3 separate regions of the Sus scrofa genome follow, and all the other regions are linked to region 1. A link is a contact called in public Hi-C and HiChIP or PLAC-seq data. All regions are on one chromosome and are shown on one strand. The core of a region is the stretch at or near the end of the contact, and the rest is flanking DNA. Distances in the headings are between cores, read along the strand shown. Region 1 overlaps KCNQ5 (potassium voltage-gated channel subfamily KQT member 5). Region 2 overlaps KCNQ5 (potassium voltage-gated channel subfamily KQT member 5). Region 3 overlaps KCNQ5 (potassium voltage-gated channel subfamily KQT member 5).

Region 1 (4,809 bases), core at 897-3,396:
GCTGCTACATTACCTGAAGGGAAGCTGCATTTTAGATCAAGTTACATCTAAAATGGTTAAAATGACCAAAGGTTTCGAAGAGTCCTGTGCAGAAGCTACAGAGAGGAGCCTTCAACATGGACAATTTTGAGATAAAAACTTTAGAGGCTTGTTTGATACTCCAGCTTTTGTTGACTGATACTTTTCTCCGAGACACAAGAATACTTAAGATTTCTTTCAGTTACACTGTAAGGGGCGTGAAAAGAAGCAGTAGCCCCCACTGCCTAGCTCTGAAAGACATCAGGGCAGATGTGGGAGAGATCAGACAACTTTGGTCTAACAGAGTCTCTCACAGGAATTCCAACTCAAGGGCAGAGTCTGAAAAGACCACCACTGCGGCTTGTTTCTGAACGTTGCTGTAGTGTTAAACTCCACTCACCTGCTCATCAAGAATAGTCAAGCTTTTAATAAAATTATTGAGGCAAGGTGTAATGGTTATTTCATTTTCTATGACAAATATTCATTTATATTAGTCACAAAAACCTATCACTGACCAACCATGAATACAAATAGCCATGAACTACCTGGAAATCTTGAGCAGATCACACTGAGAGAACTGAGGTTATTTATATCAGATGCTGTGAAGAAAGCTGATCTCCTGTAGGACAGCTGATAAAAATAGAAGGAGAAAGGGGAGCCGGGAAGTCACATGTGTCTACGTGAACAGATCAAGTCGAACTTTTGCAACCCTTATGAACTTTGAAAACTATTTCTAAGATTATATTAACAGGGCACTTATGTTATGAGGGACGTTTTAAGAGAAATACAAATTCTCTGGTGATCTTTGAATTGCCTTGCATTCATGTTCGAATGACCTATGACTAGAAAGGAAACTGAGGCTCTGTTGGGAGCCAGGCAGGTGTGGGCTGAATGGCAGGGCAAGGGCAGTGGCATGGGGATAAGATGGGGTGTGCGTGTGTGGGGGTGTGTGGCAGTTGGTATTGAGAGGTCCCTGAAATTTTAACCAGATCATAGCCTTCAGAGTTAGGGGAAAATGGAGTTGGGTTTGTCTGCCTCTCTAGCCTCTGCCAGATTTCCTATCCTTTCCCCATGCCCACTCTAGATATTCGCTTCAGCAAATTGTATTTGCTTGAGTTTGGTTTTTTCCTCATTGATCTTCCTGAACTCTGCAGTCTTCCTGAAGAGTTCTTAAATTCTTATTTGAGCTGCACAGGATAAGCCACATTTCCTCTCACTGTGTGGCTTTATAGTGCATGACAACCATAACCACATCTTCTAAGGTATGTTTTCCCATCTGAGAGACTGAGTGTCATTCACCCTTGAGATTCTCTCTTAGAGACTGCCTCTTGAAGGAGGTAAAATCTTGAAGAGTACCATCCTTCCAAATGAGATCCATTACTGGTGATCCATTACTATTAGAAAGGCCACAGAACAGGAAACTTCATGTAATTTTGTGGAACAGAAGACATTAACCTTGGAGAGCCCTCTGAGACCCATTTACCAGGCAACCTTACATTCAAGCTGAAGTCAGCTGAAGTTCAGTTCATTGCCAATTCAACTTCCTTGAACATCCCAACTCCTACCTCCCACCTTTAAGCAAAGGACCAACTCTTCAGTGGCTCTACCCAAACTGCCACCACAGACTCTCTTCCCTAACTTGCAGGGGACCAAGCCCAGCTTCACATTTCCAGCCCTTCTGGAAGCAAGCATGCTCTAAAATTACTCCTGACACAAGGTTCAAAACACTGCTAGCCTTGGGACACAACCTCCTTAATCATGAACAGAATCTCTGACATGACAGAATCCTAGAACAATTCTTAGGTCTCTCTCCCCAAAGATGCCCAATTCTGTCATCAATCCAGTCATAATTAGAGAAAAGGGGGATGGGTTGGACAAGGACACAAGGGCTGATGGGAGTCAGCAGTTAAAATCCCTAGGGTTCTGCTAGAGTCCAAGGTATCAGGTGGAACCACCAATTCACTGAAGCTTTCAGCAAGCAGTTCTGCTTCCTAAAACTTTTCTTTTGTCTGCATAACTGTGCTCAGTAAAGTCTTTCCTCACCCTTAAGTCCTCTACTCAGAATATCACCTCCCTCGTGAGCTGGTAAACACAGTGCACGTTCCAATACATTCCAACTATAACACTGTCATAAAATTCTCCTTGCACTGTGGCTTTCACCAAGCATCTCACGTTAGCCTTCAGCCTTGGAACAGTCCTTGTCAACTCAGATGACCTTGGCAGACTGCTTCATCGTCTCCCAACACAACAGCTGCCCAAGGCAATCTATCATTTGTAGAGAATTTCCAGTTACTCACTAGTAGGGAAGTTTCTCTCAAGACAAATGGATTCTGGCAACAACTCGAGTTTCCTTCTCCTTTCAAATGATTCAGGCTTGGTCCCTCTTGCACCCCTCCCCAAATCCACTTCACTGCAGGACCCTTCATTTCCTAGGATTAGGTTCTCTAGTCACCTAAGAGTTCCAGTGCCTCTAACGGGCAAATAAGAGCCACTCAATAAATATTTGTGAACAGAAGGTAATTGGAATGGAAAAACTAGAGTGGCTCTCTTTGGCTGCAACTCTATCCAAGGAAGAGACTGAAACTTTTTGAGACGGCTATGGGATTACTGTAATAAACATTTGGAAAAACTATTTCTTTGGCAAGTACTTCAATTTCTACGGTGGCCCATGCCTTTCAATCTGGTGAGGCCCGAGCTGAGAACCCAGATAAACTGTGCATAGACCTTCTTTGAGCAACAGAAACTGAGATGATACACTCATATTGTTTTGAGCCACTGCATTTGTGGTAATTTGTTACATGGCAGTAGATAACTGATACAATAGCCTAAACTTATAGTGCTGTAAATATTCTTAAAATACTAGTGTTAATTTTATTTTCTCATTTTATAGATTTACAGTGTATGAAGCTGACTCTGAATGACATCAATTCCTGGGACCATAAAATAGTAGGAGAGCTGCTGTGAGAATTAATAGCTTCTCAGCCTAAGTTCTCGGCTCACTGAACACACCATCTGCAACTCTGCTGCCTTCTCTGATAGAGAAACAAATTATTTAGGGGATTTGATGTTCTTTAAATGTTGTGCTCATAAGAGTGGCATCTATATTATCAGGTCTAAGAAAGAAGAGGTTTTTAAAATGAAATTTAGTGAAGCGCAAAAGCCCAGAGTTGCTGTTATGAAATAAAAGAAGTTCAGAATCCATAGAGACCAAGCAGAGTAAAACCAAACAAGCAGTGAGTGTAAAGGTCATTGACAGAACAGGGTGTGGTGAAATTTAATTTTTCTCTTTCTGTCCTATTTATTAGTCCCATGTAATACATCACAAATGGTGGTTTCCATCCTTCAGATGCAACACACTATTGTCAGCTTTTTTTTTTTTTTTTTTTTGGCTATGCCCATGGCATGCAGGAGTTCCAGGGACTAAATTTTTGCCACAGCAGCAACCTCAGCCACTACAGTTGACAACACCAGATCCTTAACCTGCTGAGCCAACAGGGAACTCCAGCTGTCAGTCTTTTTCAGCAGAGTGACTCCAGGAAGTCACTCACTGGAAAACTGATTTCTACTATTCCCCACAAAAGTGTCCTTTTCGTAATTTTTATATTAATCCCTAAATTTTCTAAAAAATATTTTAAGTAGACTTTATTTCTAGAACCACTTTAGGGTCACAACAAAATTGAGCAGAAAAGTAGAGATTTCCCATATAGTCTTTGTTCGGGCCCATGCACAGCCTCCCCACCATCAATATCCCCACTAGATGGTACATTTGTTACAACTGATGAATCTACATGGACACGTTATCATCATTAAAAGTCTATAGCTTACACTAGAGTTCACTCTTGGTATTGTATACTCTATGGGTTTTGATAAATGTATAATGACATGTGCCTACTATCTTAGTATCAGAGTGGTTTCACTGCCCTAAAAATCCTCTGTGTTCTGCCTATTTATCCCTCCTACCCCCAATCCCTGACACTACTGATCTTTTCACTGTCACTATAGTTTTGCCTATTCCAAAATGTCATATAGTTGAAATCATACAGTACATAGCCTTTTCAGATGGGCTTCTTTCACTTAGTAATATGCACTGAAGTTTCCTCCATGACTTTTAATGGATTGATAGTTCATTTTTTTAAGTGCTGAATAATATTCCAGTGTCTGGATGGACTACAGTTTATTCACTCACCCACTAAAAGGTATGTCTGTTGCCCTAATTCCTTTTAAAAATAGTATCTTCTGTACTATCACATAATCTCTTGTCATTTTTCATGGAAAGTAAAATAATAAATTCAGTACAGGGGAAGAACAAAAATAATTAAGAAAAATAAGATTTTCCAAGGAATATCTGAGTCAAAAGTTGAACTAGTTTATTTGCATATAGTATTGCATACACTGAGAAAGACTGAATGGCTACAATGGACATGTATTGCTTTGATATATGTATAGTTATTGACAAAATAAAATTATTTTACACACTAGAATATCCAGATCCTAGAAGGGAATTTCTGAGAAGTGTAAGCAGCCCCAAGACCCCTCTGCCAGGTGAGGGAGTGTCTGTTTTGAATCTGAGGACTTGGACATCAATATCTTCAGCCCTCTCTCATTGACAGATTATTTTTTGCCCTCTAAAGCAGTATTTTTCAAATATTTTTCACCTAAAATATAAGTAATGTGTGTTATATTCTCCATCTCCCCCCCCCCAAACTGAGACACGTTTCGTGAAATAATACTTACCTATAAGTATTGCGATAAGATAAAAATTTAAGGTCAATGTGAAATGTAATTTCATTG
Region 2 (4,809 bases), core at 1,251-3,750, 360 kb before region 1:
GACACGGCTCAGAGCTGGCGTTGCTGTGGTTGTGGTGTAGCCTGGCAGCTGCAGCTCCAATTCAACCCTTGCTTGGGAACTTCCATACACTGCAGATGTGGCCCTAAAAAAAAGCAAAAAAAAAAAAAAAAAAAAAGGAAAACCAGTTAGAAGTGAGTATGTAAAAATGAAATTAGGAGTTCCTGCTGTGTTTTTGGGTTAAGGATCCAATGCTGTCTCTGCAGTGGTTTGGGTTGCAGCTGAGGCATGGGTTTGAACCTCGGCCTGGGAACTTCCATATGCTGCTGGTGTGGCCAAAAAAAAAAAAAAAAAAGAAAAAAAAGAAATAAAGAAAAGAAATCAGCAGTATTAGGGAATGTGATTATAGATATTTTAGATTACTTTTAAAATTCCTTAAGAAATATAAAGTTTTTTTTCCATCACAAAAATAATATATACCTTTTGAAATAGAGTATTTGAAAAAACAGGAAAACAATTAGAATGAAGAAAAAAAAGACTTCCCAAGTTCCAGAACTTAAACTACCACTGTCATATGTTTCTTATGGTAAAAATGTGACAGCTATAAATTCATTTATACCTTTTGAAATAGAGTATTTGAAAAAACAGGAAAACAATTAGAATGAAGAAAAAAAAGACTTCCCAAGTTCCAGAACTTAAACTACCACTGTCATATGTTTCTTATGGTAAAAATGTGACAGCTATAAATTCACAATACATTTTAGAAATTTAAATTAAGCGTGTAATGATTCTATTCCTCTATGATGTAAGGAACACACATTAAAAAGGGGACTATTAATGGTGGTGATAACTAATTTATTACATCCTGTTATGAATTATAATTTATTTTCCAAGGGTTCCTTACTTCTGCTGCTGCTTGTTTTTCAATTACCTTTCCCCCACTATCATTTCCTGGCACCTTAAATATCATCCTAAATTTAGAGTCTCCACTTTAGCCATGTGCTAGTTCAAAGGCAACTTCTTTAATCCAGCTAGAGTTTAGAATAACTGCTTAGGCCCTGATGTTGCAGCACAATTTTATTTCGCTATTCCTTGGCTGGGGACTTTTTTTCTGTTCTGTGATAGTTGCTGCTAAGTCACCAAGAGACATATTGGGTCCTTTAGACACTAATAAGAAACCCAGAAAAATGTTCCAGATTATATACATATATTTTTTTTTGGCTGCGCCCATGGCATGTGAAAGTTCTCTGGCCAGGGATTGAACCCTTGCCACAGCAGCGACAACACTGGATCCCTTTTAGGCCACCAGGGAACTCCTAGATAATATCTTTTTTGTTTGAGACTTTTGTCTTAAATAATTTTTAACTTTTTTTCCCTCTCATTATGACAGTAATACATGCTCTCTAGAAACTTTGAAAATTTGAATTTTAAATTAAATCATAAAGAATGAGAAAAATTTGTGGTTCAGGTAAATCCTATTAAATTTTGGGCTATTCCCTTCCAGTATCTTTTTCTCTGCATGAACTGATGTTTAATGTCAAAGTCAATTTCTCAACATAGATCAGATATTGAACACCTCTGGTTGCCCAGTGAGGGAACTTTATTTTGAGAGCTCAAAAGCCATTATTCAGCCTCATCTTATTCTATGTCTTCTTTATCTCATGCTCATGCTCCAGCTACGCCAGACTAGGCATAGTTTCCCAAGATGCTGTCTATAATAAGGTGCGTTATTACCTTTGGATAGTTTCCCAAGGGCTATTCTCTGCACACCCCATCCACTCTCCTTTCCTTTTCGGGGGTAGGGGGAGGGCTGGTAATCTGTCATGCTGAATTTGCAGCAGACGGATTATTACATGCCTAGAGTATCACAAAAGCAAGGAGCAGCCCCCCACAAAGAAAAGAGCATCAGAATATTTAGAACAAATCATTTACCCTTCAGTGGACTCTAACTTTTGCGCCATTCTGAAAACTAGAATTTCATTTTGCAGTTTAACAATTTCTGTTTATTTCGAGTCATCCAAAGCAAAGAAGATGAGGTATGGAGGGCAGCAGGACAGAGTTTAGAGCCTAAGATCCAGTTTTCCAATCACAAACTTTTCAAGAGTCTACGATCCCCAAGATTGAGGCAGCCCTGTCCTCCCGTACTGGGAACATGTATGTCTTATATTTGTTGTGCACAAGCCCCTTTCCTTGCTAGACGGTCAGCTCTGTGAAGGCAAGGTCCTTGTCTTGTGTCCATCTACCCTGTGCCTTCTTATCCATGGACCTACTGCCCCTAGAAAACTGATGGTACAAAGACAATCCTCAATGCACGTTTATTTCATGAACGTTGATGAATTTCTTCCTGGTACCACTACAGCCCTCCCTTTGACTTCCATAAAGTCTGGACGTAGGATTTTAAAAATAAATGAATTCTGCAGTTAGGAGATGGCCCTGCACTGTGATCTTATACACTTGGTGAATCAGCTCCTGGAAGGTAAGTGAAGAGTGTTTTCACAGAAGAGGTTGTCACCCGAGAGGTCTCAATGGGCTCCCGTTTCTCAGCTCTGTGTTCAGTGGTGGCTGAATGCCTTGGGTGCTTTGTGGCATGAAGTGGGCCCTTCACTGTATTCATGAAAGGTGTCACTCATTTCAGTCCTTGTGTGTGAGATGGGTTTACAAACATGAGCTGTAAGTTAAAATGCTGTACTGCCAGATTGGAAATGTTGTGTTCATTTTACAGATGAAGAAGCTGCAGCTCAGTGTGAAAAACAGCGTGAGTGGGGCCCTTTAAAATAGAACTGGAGCACCCATTCCAGAGGAACTGCCTTACATGTCCTATTTTCTGAACCTGTGAACTGGGCCAAACTGCCAGCAATTCTAAGAAGTCAGCAAGAATGAGAAAACCCTGTTGTAAGGACTGATAAAAATGAACATTTACCTTGTGACCACCTTGCCTGACTAATCAGTGAAGTTTAAATCTAGCTTTGCTTGTCAGCACCAGCAAACTCTTCTTAAAAACAACCTATCTCATCTTCCTCTTTTTTTCTTTTCATTAATAACACTGATTCCCTCTCCTATAAATGGGAATTAAAAAAAAAGATACACATGAACTAATTTACAAAACAGACTCACAGACACAGAAAACAAACGTATGGTTACCAGAGGGGAAAGGGGGTGAGAAGGATAAATTAGAAGCTTGGATTAGCAGATACAAACTATTATGTATAAAATAGATAAACCACAAGGGACTAGCACAGGGAACTATACTCAAGATCTTGTAAAAACTTATAATGGAAAACAATTGAAAAAAAATATGTATAACTGAATCACTTTGCTGTAAACCCGAAACTAACACAACACTGTAAATCAACTATACTTCAATTTTCTAAAAAAAGAGAAAAAACCAAGGCCATGGCTCTCAGTGAGCAACTCTCCAATGGCGCTCCGTTTTTTTTCCAGAGTAAAAAGCCCAAGTCTTCATAAGGCCTGCAAGGGCCTAGGTGCCTGCCCCACCCCTCTTCTGGTCTGACCTCATTTCCCATCACTCTCCCCTCCTTCTTTTTTCTCTAGGTCCCCTTGAAGGAACCAGGCACCTGTCTCCCTCCAGGGAATGCTCCTTTCTAGATAGCTGTGAGGCTCCTTAGCTGTTGAGCTCTCTGCTTAGTATGGATTCTCCAGGAGAACCATCTGGACCACCTTACCCAAGGCTACACACTGAACTCCATCCACCATCCATTCTCCTTAGTCACCTTTTCTTTCTTCCACATCGCTTGTCACTTTTCAACATACTCAACAATTTACTATTTTGTCCTCATTACTTATTCATCTTCCTACTAGAATATAAGCTCCATAATGCCCAATGTCTTGTTCTCTAAGGTAGCTCGAGCACCTGGAATCATGTGCCTGGAACAGGGTAAGCAAGCTAATATTTATTGAGGAAGCCAGTCAAGGTGAGTGATACTCCTCCACGCTATCTGATCACAACATATAACTCATTTACTAACCTCTGGATTTTGGCTTTACTGTTTTCTCTTTTAGCAGTTTTTTTTTTTTTTTTTAAACCTTGGGATCCTACCGTGAAAAAATTCCATTTTTGCTCATAATGTTTACTTTTTATAGGATTTATTTTAAAATAGGATTTCCCTCCAGTGGTCCATGAAAACATTTAAGTGGCAAAATAAGCTTAAAGCAAAAGCATGAATAACTTCTGTAGTACAACTCAAGAAATATGTGTTGAATAAATACTGTACACTACACTTTTATTTTCAGGTTGAAATGCAACCTGTGCGTCCACTTTATATTTTTAAAATTTTTTATTCTTTTAGGGCCGCACCTGTAGCATACGGAAGTTCTCAGGCTAGGGGTCGAATCAGAGCTACAGCTGCCGGCCTATGCCATAGCCACAGCCATGCAGGATCTGAGCCGTGTCTGCGACCCACACCACAGCTCATGGCAATGCCAGATCCTTAGCCCACTGATCGAAGCCAGGGATCAAACCTGTGTCCTCATGGATACTAGTCAGGTTTGTTACCACTGAGCCACAACAGGAAGTCCTGTGTGTCCACTTTAAAGTCTTGAGTCTATGGAGTTTCCATTGGGGCGCAGTAGAAACAAATCCAACTAAGAACCATGAGGTTGTGGGTTCAATCCCTGGCCTCGCCCAGTGGGTTAAGGATCTGGTATTGCCATGAGCTGTGGTGTAGGTCGGCAGCTGTAGCTCTGATTTGACCCCTAGCCTGGGAACCTCCATATGCCTTGGGTGCAGCCCTAGAAAAAAAAAAAAAAAAGAAAAAAAATAATAAATTCTTGATTCTGTAAGTTTACAATTAATAAATAATAGAATTTTAATATCAGTAACACAAGCGTGAG
Region 3 (4,809 bases), core at 1,027-3,526, 270 kb before region 1:
ATAGGTCTAAAAAGAGATATGGGGAGTTCCCTTGTGGCTCAGCAGGTTAAGAATCTGGAATCACTACTGTGGCCCTGGGTTACTGCAGTGGCATGAGTTTGATCCCTGACTTGAGAACTTCTGCATGCCAGGGGTGCTGGAAAAAAAAAAAAGATTTGGATTCTACCAATGAATAATGACAGTTGAAACTTCTACTGGAAATCCCCTAGCATTCTATGATGAAATCCAATGCTTAGATATCTTGTTCAGTGTGATAACCAGAACATTTATGCACTAATAGTGAAACAATGATGTCATTACAGGTTTAAATTTACAGAGTAAAAACAAAGTACCTCAATTTCAATACTCCTATTTTGTATTTAACCCTCAGCAGTTAAATGAACTGACTCTGAATCCTGGCAGCCAGTTATGTTTAGTTGTATTGGGATAAGCAATTTTTCTTTGAGAAACTTGGTATTATTTTCAGGTGACCTGTAGGTTTTCATTAATCATCGCCTACTACTAAAAGTTTTTGAAAGGGTATCTTCAGGAAGTTCTTTGAATAGAAGAGAGCTATTTGGATTTTGCAGGTGGAGAGGCCATTTCAGCTAAAATGTCACTAACCAGGGACACCTATGGATAGGAATCCATTTCTAAGTATTATCTGGGGATATTGAGAATTACCTCATACACCTGGCCCTCAAGCTCTTGTGATACACAATTTCTTATTTTTAGAAATAAGAAATAGATACAGTTTAGGCTTCTGGATAATCCTCCAGGATAAACACTGGGGTGTGAAAATGGGCTTTTTCTTCTGTGAAGAATGAAGAGATAGTGCTTTAAGAGAGCAAATTTGAGTAAATACAAGCCCCAGATAAATACCTGACACTCATTATGATTCTGAAAATCCTACCTGTTGCCATGTGCAGATCTATTATAACCTGCTATTTGCCTTTTTAGGGGATTATATTAATCAAACAGATCGTGATTAATTAAAAGCTCCATTTTTAATGATCCAGTCCTTGGCAAAATCTTCCTCGTCGGTACTAGGTAAAGGACAATTTTTAGAACTTTCTCATTTCATATTCACTTTTAGGTATTGCTGTTTATGAACTCTGCAAAGTACACTGCTATTCTTATCTGTGCATAAAAGGAAAGAAACTGGGTCCCAGGGCGGCTTGTACAAGGTGATACAAGAAATTACTTCTAGAGACTGGGTTAGAATTCATAGGAACTGACTCATGGACCTGCAGCACAGACTGTGGAATGCACTGCTTCACAACAAATCCTAATGCCATGAAGACAAATCCTACTTTGGGCTCCCTTTCTTTTCATTATCAATCCCTTTCCTCCCATCATGAGCTTTCTGAATAAGACACGCTCTGTTTACAGGGGAACGAAAAGCAAAGTTTATTGGAAGCAGGTGATGATACAACCTGGGGAAGTTTTGTGCAGAGGCTGGAGATGCTCACAGAGGGCACCGCCATCAGGACAGTGTATTTTCCCACAAAGGAAATATGGAGACATACCAAGAAAAAGTAATTCAAAAACAGTTTCAGATGTGCACATTGAACATTATGACCAGCAACTAGTCCAGAAAACCACAGAAGTTCGATAAGAGGTGGATTCTGAAGTCACACGATGGCACATGTCCTGAGGATTAGCTACACTACTTTGATCTCCACATTCCAAACACAGATTTGGAGTCTGTGGTAGGGGCTAAAGTCAAATATTTAAAACACTGTGCAAAAGGCAGAAGTAAAAAGTTGAGAAAAAGGCAGTATGGGAGCAGAAGAGCCTCCTGTAGAGGAGCTTACAATTATAAGCACCTTATTAAAAATACCATCACAGTCACATGACCGCATTAAAGTGGGAACTAAAGCAATTAGATTTAAAAATTTCAGGCCAAAATTATTCTTTCTGAAAACTTCTGATAACTGAGGTAAAGGTGCTATTTTTTGCTGTGCATTGCTTGGATAGTTGCCACATTTTTCTTCATTTCCTCAGACCGTTTTTACATTGTGTATGCAGAGGGTGTGAAGGGGAGTGATGGTCTGCAGGGGAATGCCTTCTAGCTCGCCATTGTTTTGAAGTTTTAATTCACTTAGTACACACTATTATGGCCAGAAACAGCTAGGATCTGGGCTTTTAACAGTAAAGGGCACGGACAGGGCGTGGAGGGGTGGACAGGACCGACACTCCCTGCCCTCACAGAGGTGAAAGGACAGTTGGAATAGAAGAACTGAGCAGACAGACAATCTGGGTGACACATGGTGAGAAGGGAGAAATACAGGCCTACAGTGCAGATTCAGTTACCGCAGTTAAAGGCCAAGAAAGTCCTTCTGGGTTAAGCCATAATTAACAACCAGTTAAAGAAAAAGCTGCAAAACTCCCTCTTAATGTCCTTTAGGTACCATAACACAACCATTTCTGAAATTAACACATTTTAAGAGCTCTAGACTTAGAAAGTACCTGATGTGGTTCCTTCCCACACTCCTCTTTTATTTACTTATCTTTTTAGGGCCACACTCATGGCATATGGAGGTTCCCAGATAGGGGCTGAATCAGAGCTGCAGCCCCTGGCCTATGCCACAGCCACGCAGTATCTGAGTCATGTCTTGGAACTACACCACAGCTCACGGCAATGCTGGATCCTGAACCCACTAAGTGAAGCCGGGAATCAAACCCACATCCTCATGGATGCTAACTGGGTTTGTTACCACTAGCCACGATGGGAACTCCAGTTTTTGAATAGTTAATATATTCATATGATTTAAATATCAAAATGATATAAAGAGGTAAACGAGGAGAAATCTTTCTCCCACCCTTGTCTTCATTCTTTGTTCCTACTTAGCATCTTTAGGTGAAATTTTTTTTTTTTTTGGCCACACCCCTGGCATGCAGAAGTTCCAGGGCCAGGGATTGAACTTGCACCACAGTAATAACCAGAGCCACAGCGCTGACAACAATTGATTCTTACTCTGCTGAGCCACAAAGGAACTCCTAGGTGAACATTTTTATTCTTCTTCTTCTTCCTTTTTTTTTTTTTTTTAATCTTTTTAGGGCTGAGCCAGTGGCATATGGAAGTTCCCAGGCTAGGGGATGAATCAGAGCTGCAGCTGCTGGCCTACACCACAACCATAGCAATGGGGGATCCAAGCCAAGTCTGTGACCTACACCATAGCTCAAGGCAGTGCTGGATCCTCAACCCACTGAGTGAGGCCAGGGAATGAACCCATGTCCTCATGGATACTAGTTGGGTTCATTACTGTTGAGGCACAACAGGAACTCTTGAACATTTTCATTCTTAAAAAAATTTTTTTTCCAATTTTTTTCAAAAAATAAAAGCAATAGGAATATATACTCTTATTTTTCTCTTTTCTTACACAAAAAGTAGCACACTATATATGTAGTATTGCAGCATCTTTTTTCTTTTAATGTTTCTTGGATCCTTCTGTAGCTAAACAGAAAGAGCTTCTTCATTGTAGTCACAGTTTGCTCAACTATACTTACTACTTACTACAAAGTGATGTAACTATCAGGAAGGAGAATTCGTGGGTCACAGAGTAAATGTGTGTAATTTTAGTAGTAGTAACACTTTCCATACAGTTGACACCACTTTGCACTCCAGTTGGAATATCAGTGCCTGCTTCTTCAAAGTCTCACTGAAAAAAGTAAGAGGTCATATCTTGGAATTTTGCTGACCTTACAGGTGAGAAAATGCTGTCATTTGTATTTCTTTCTTATGGGTGTGTTTAAGAGGCATGTGTGTATTTCTTTTGCTGTGAACCATCTGCTCATATTCATTTACTATATTTTCTACTGATCATTGAATTTTTCTTCTGGATTTCTAGAGATCCTTATGGTTTAAGATGATTAACTTTTTGTCTCTGTTAGGTGTTGTAAATATCTTCCTACATTTGTCTTTTGACTTTGCTTGTTGTTTTCTTGTTTTGTTTTGCTTTGTTTTATCATGCAGTATTTTATTTGGTGTAACAATCAAATTGTTAAAAATTTTATTCAGCCTAAATTTATCAGTATTTTCTTCTATGTTTTATGTATTTTTAGTTACAGTTAGAAAGGCCTTCCTGGTTCTGAAGTTACACGAGAATTTACCTATTTCTGCCATCCAGTATTTTATGGGTCTTACTGAATTTAAATCTTTAATTTATTTGGAATTTTTCTTAGAATATGGTAAAATAGATAGAGATCCAACCTGATCTTGTTCCAAATAGGTAATAAGTTGTTCCAACATTGCTTATACCAGAGTGATGATGAAATTTAAATTCATGAATTTGTGGGGTTGTTACTAACTTTTGAGATAATGACTTTTATATTGATTATGCTGGAAGATTCATTCAGAGACATTGAGGAGGGTTTTGAAGGAAGAGCAGAGTCTTAGAGAGTAGTTTTAAGAATGGGGGATTTTTTAGAGTTACCATATGATTCAGCAATCCTACTCCTGGGCATATAGCCATAGAAAACCATAATTCAAAAAGACACATGCACCCCAATGTTCATAGCAACACTATTTACAATAGCCAAGACATGGAAGCAACCCAAGTGTCTATCAACAGAGGAATGGATAAAGAAGGTGTGGTATGTACATATATAATGGAATACTACTCAGCCATAACAAAGAATGAAATAATGCCATTTGCAGCAACATGTTTCTAGAGATGATCATACTAAGTGAAGTAAGTCAGAAAGAGAAACACAAAAATCATGTGATATCACTTATACATGGAATCTAAAAAATGATATAAATGAACTTATTTACAAAACAGAAATAGACTCACAGACATAGAAAACAAACTTGTGGTTACCAAA

What was found. A called contact is a pair of places that touch in the nucleus more often than the background predicts. HiChIP or PLAC-seq counts read pairs in DNA pulled down with a chosen protein or histone mark.
Region 2: a Hi-C map of skeletal muscle shows a contact between it and region 1, with 5 times the contacts expected there. The contact joins two enhancer-like sites. A contact is called at or near these places in 3 of 47 Hi-C or Micro-C datasets (embryonic fibroblasts, psoas muscle and skeletal muscle) and 1 of 2 datasets of contacts at active chromatin or transcription factors (skeletal muscle).
Region 3: an H3K27ac HiChIP or PLAC-seq map of skeletal muscle shows a contact between it and region 1. The contact joins two enhancer-like sites. A contact is called at or near these places in 1 of 47 Hi-C or Micro-C datasets (skeletal muscle) and 1 of 2 datasets of contacts at active chromatin or transcription factors (skeletal muscle).

The regions. Positions count from the first base shown.
Region 1 is chr1:52,539,953-52,544,761 of Sscrofa11.1, reverse strand. The region is part of intron 1 of KCNQ5 (potassium voltage-gated channel subfamily KQT member 5); the gene reads right to left. Among named protein-coding and RNA genes, the nearest start is that of KCNQ5, 110 kb to the right of the region's middle. Within about 2 kb of position 2,146, at least 5 of the 83 cell types and tissues checked have an H3K27ac peak or open chromatin away from gene starts, as enhancers often do. A contact at or near this core is called in skeletal muscle, where this site is marked.
Region 2 is chr1:52,897,647-52,902,455 of Sscrofa11.1, reverse strand. All of the region lies in intron 11 of KCNQ5 (potassium voltage-gated channel subfamily KQT member 5), which reads right to left. Among named protein-coding and RNA genes, the nearest start is that of DPPA5, 88 kb to the left of the region's middle. Within about 2 kb of position 2,500, at least 4 of the 83 cell types and tissues checked have an H3K27ac peak or open chromatin away from gene starts, as enhancers often do. A contact at or near this core is called in skeletal muscle, where this site is marked.
Region 3 is chr1:52,814,423-52,819,231 of Sscrofa11.1, reverse strand. The region is part of intron 3 of KCNQ5 (potassium voltage-gated channel subfamily KQT member 5); the gene reads right to left. Among named protein-coding and RNA genes, the nearest start is that of DPPA5, 170 kb to the left of the region's middle. Within about 2 kb of position 2,276, at least 1 of the 83 cell types and tissues checked has an H3K27ac peak or open chromatin away from gene starts, as enhancers often do. A contact at or near this core is called in skeletal muscle, where this site is marked.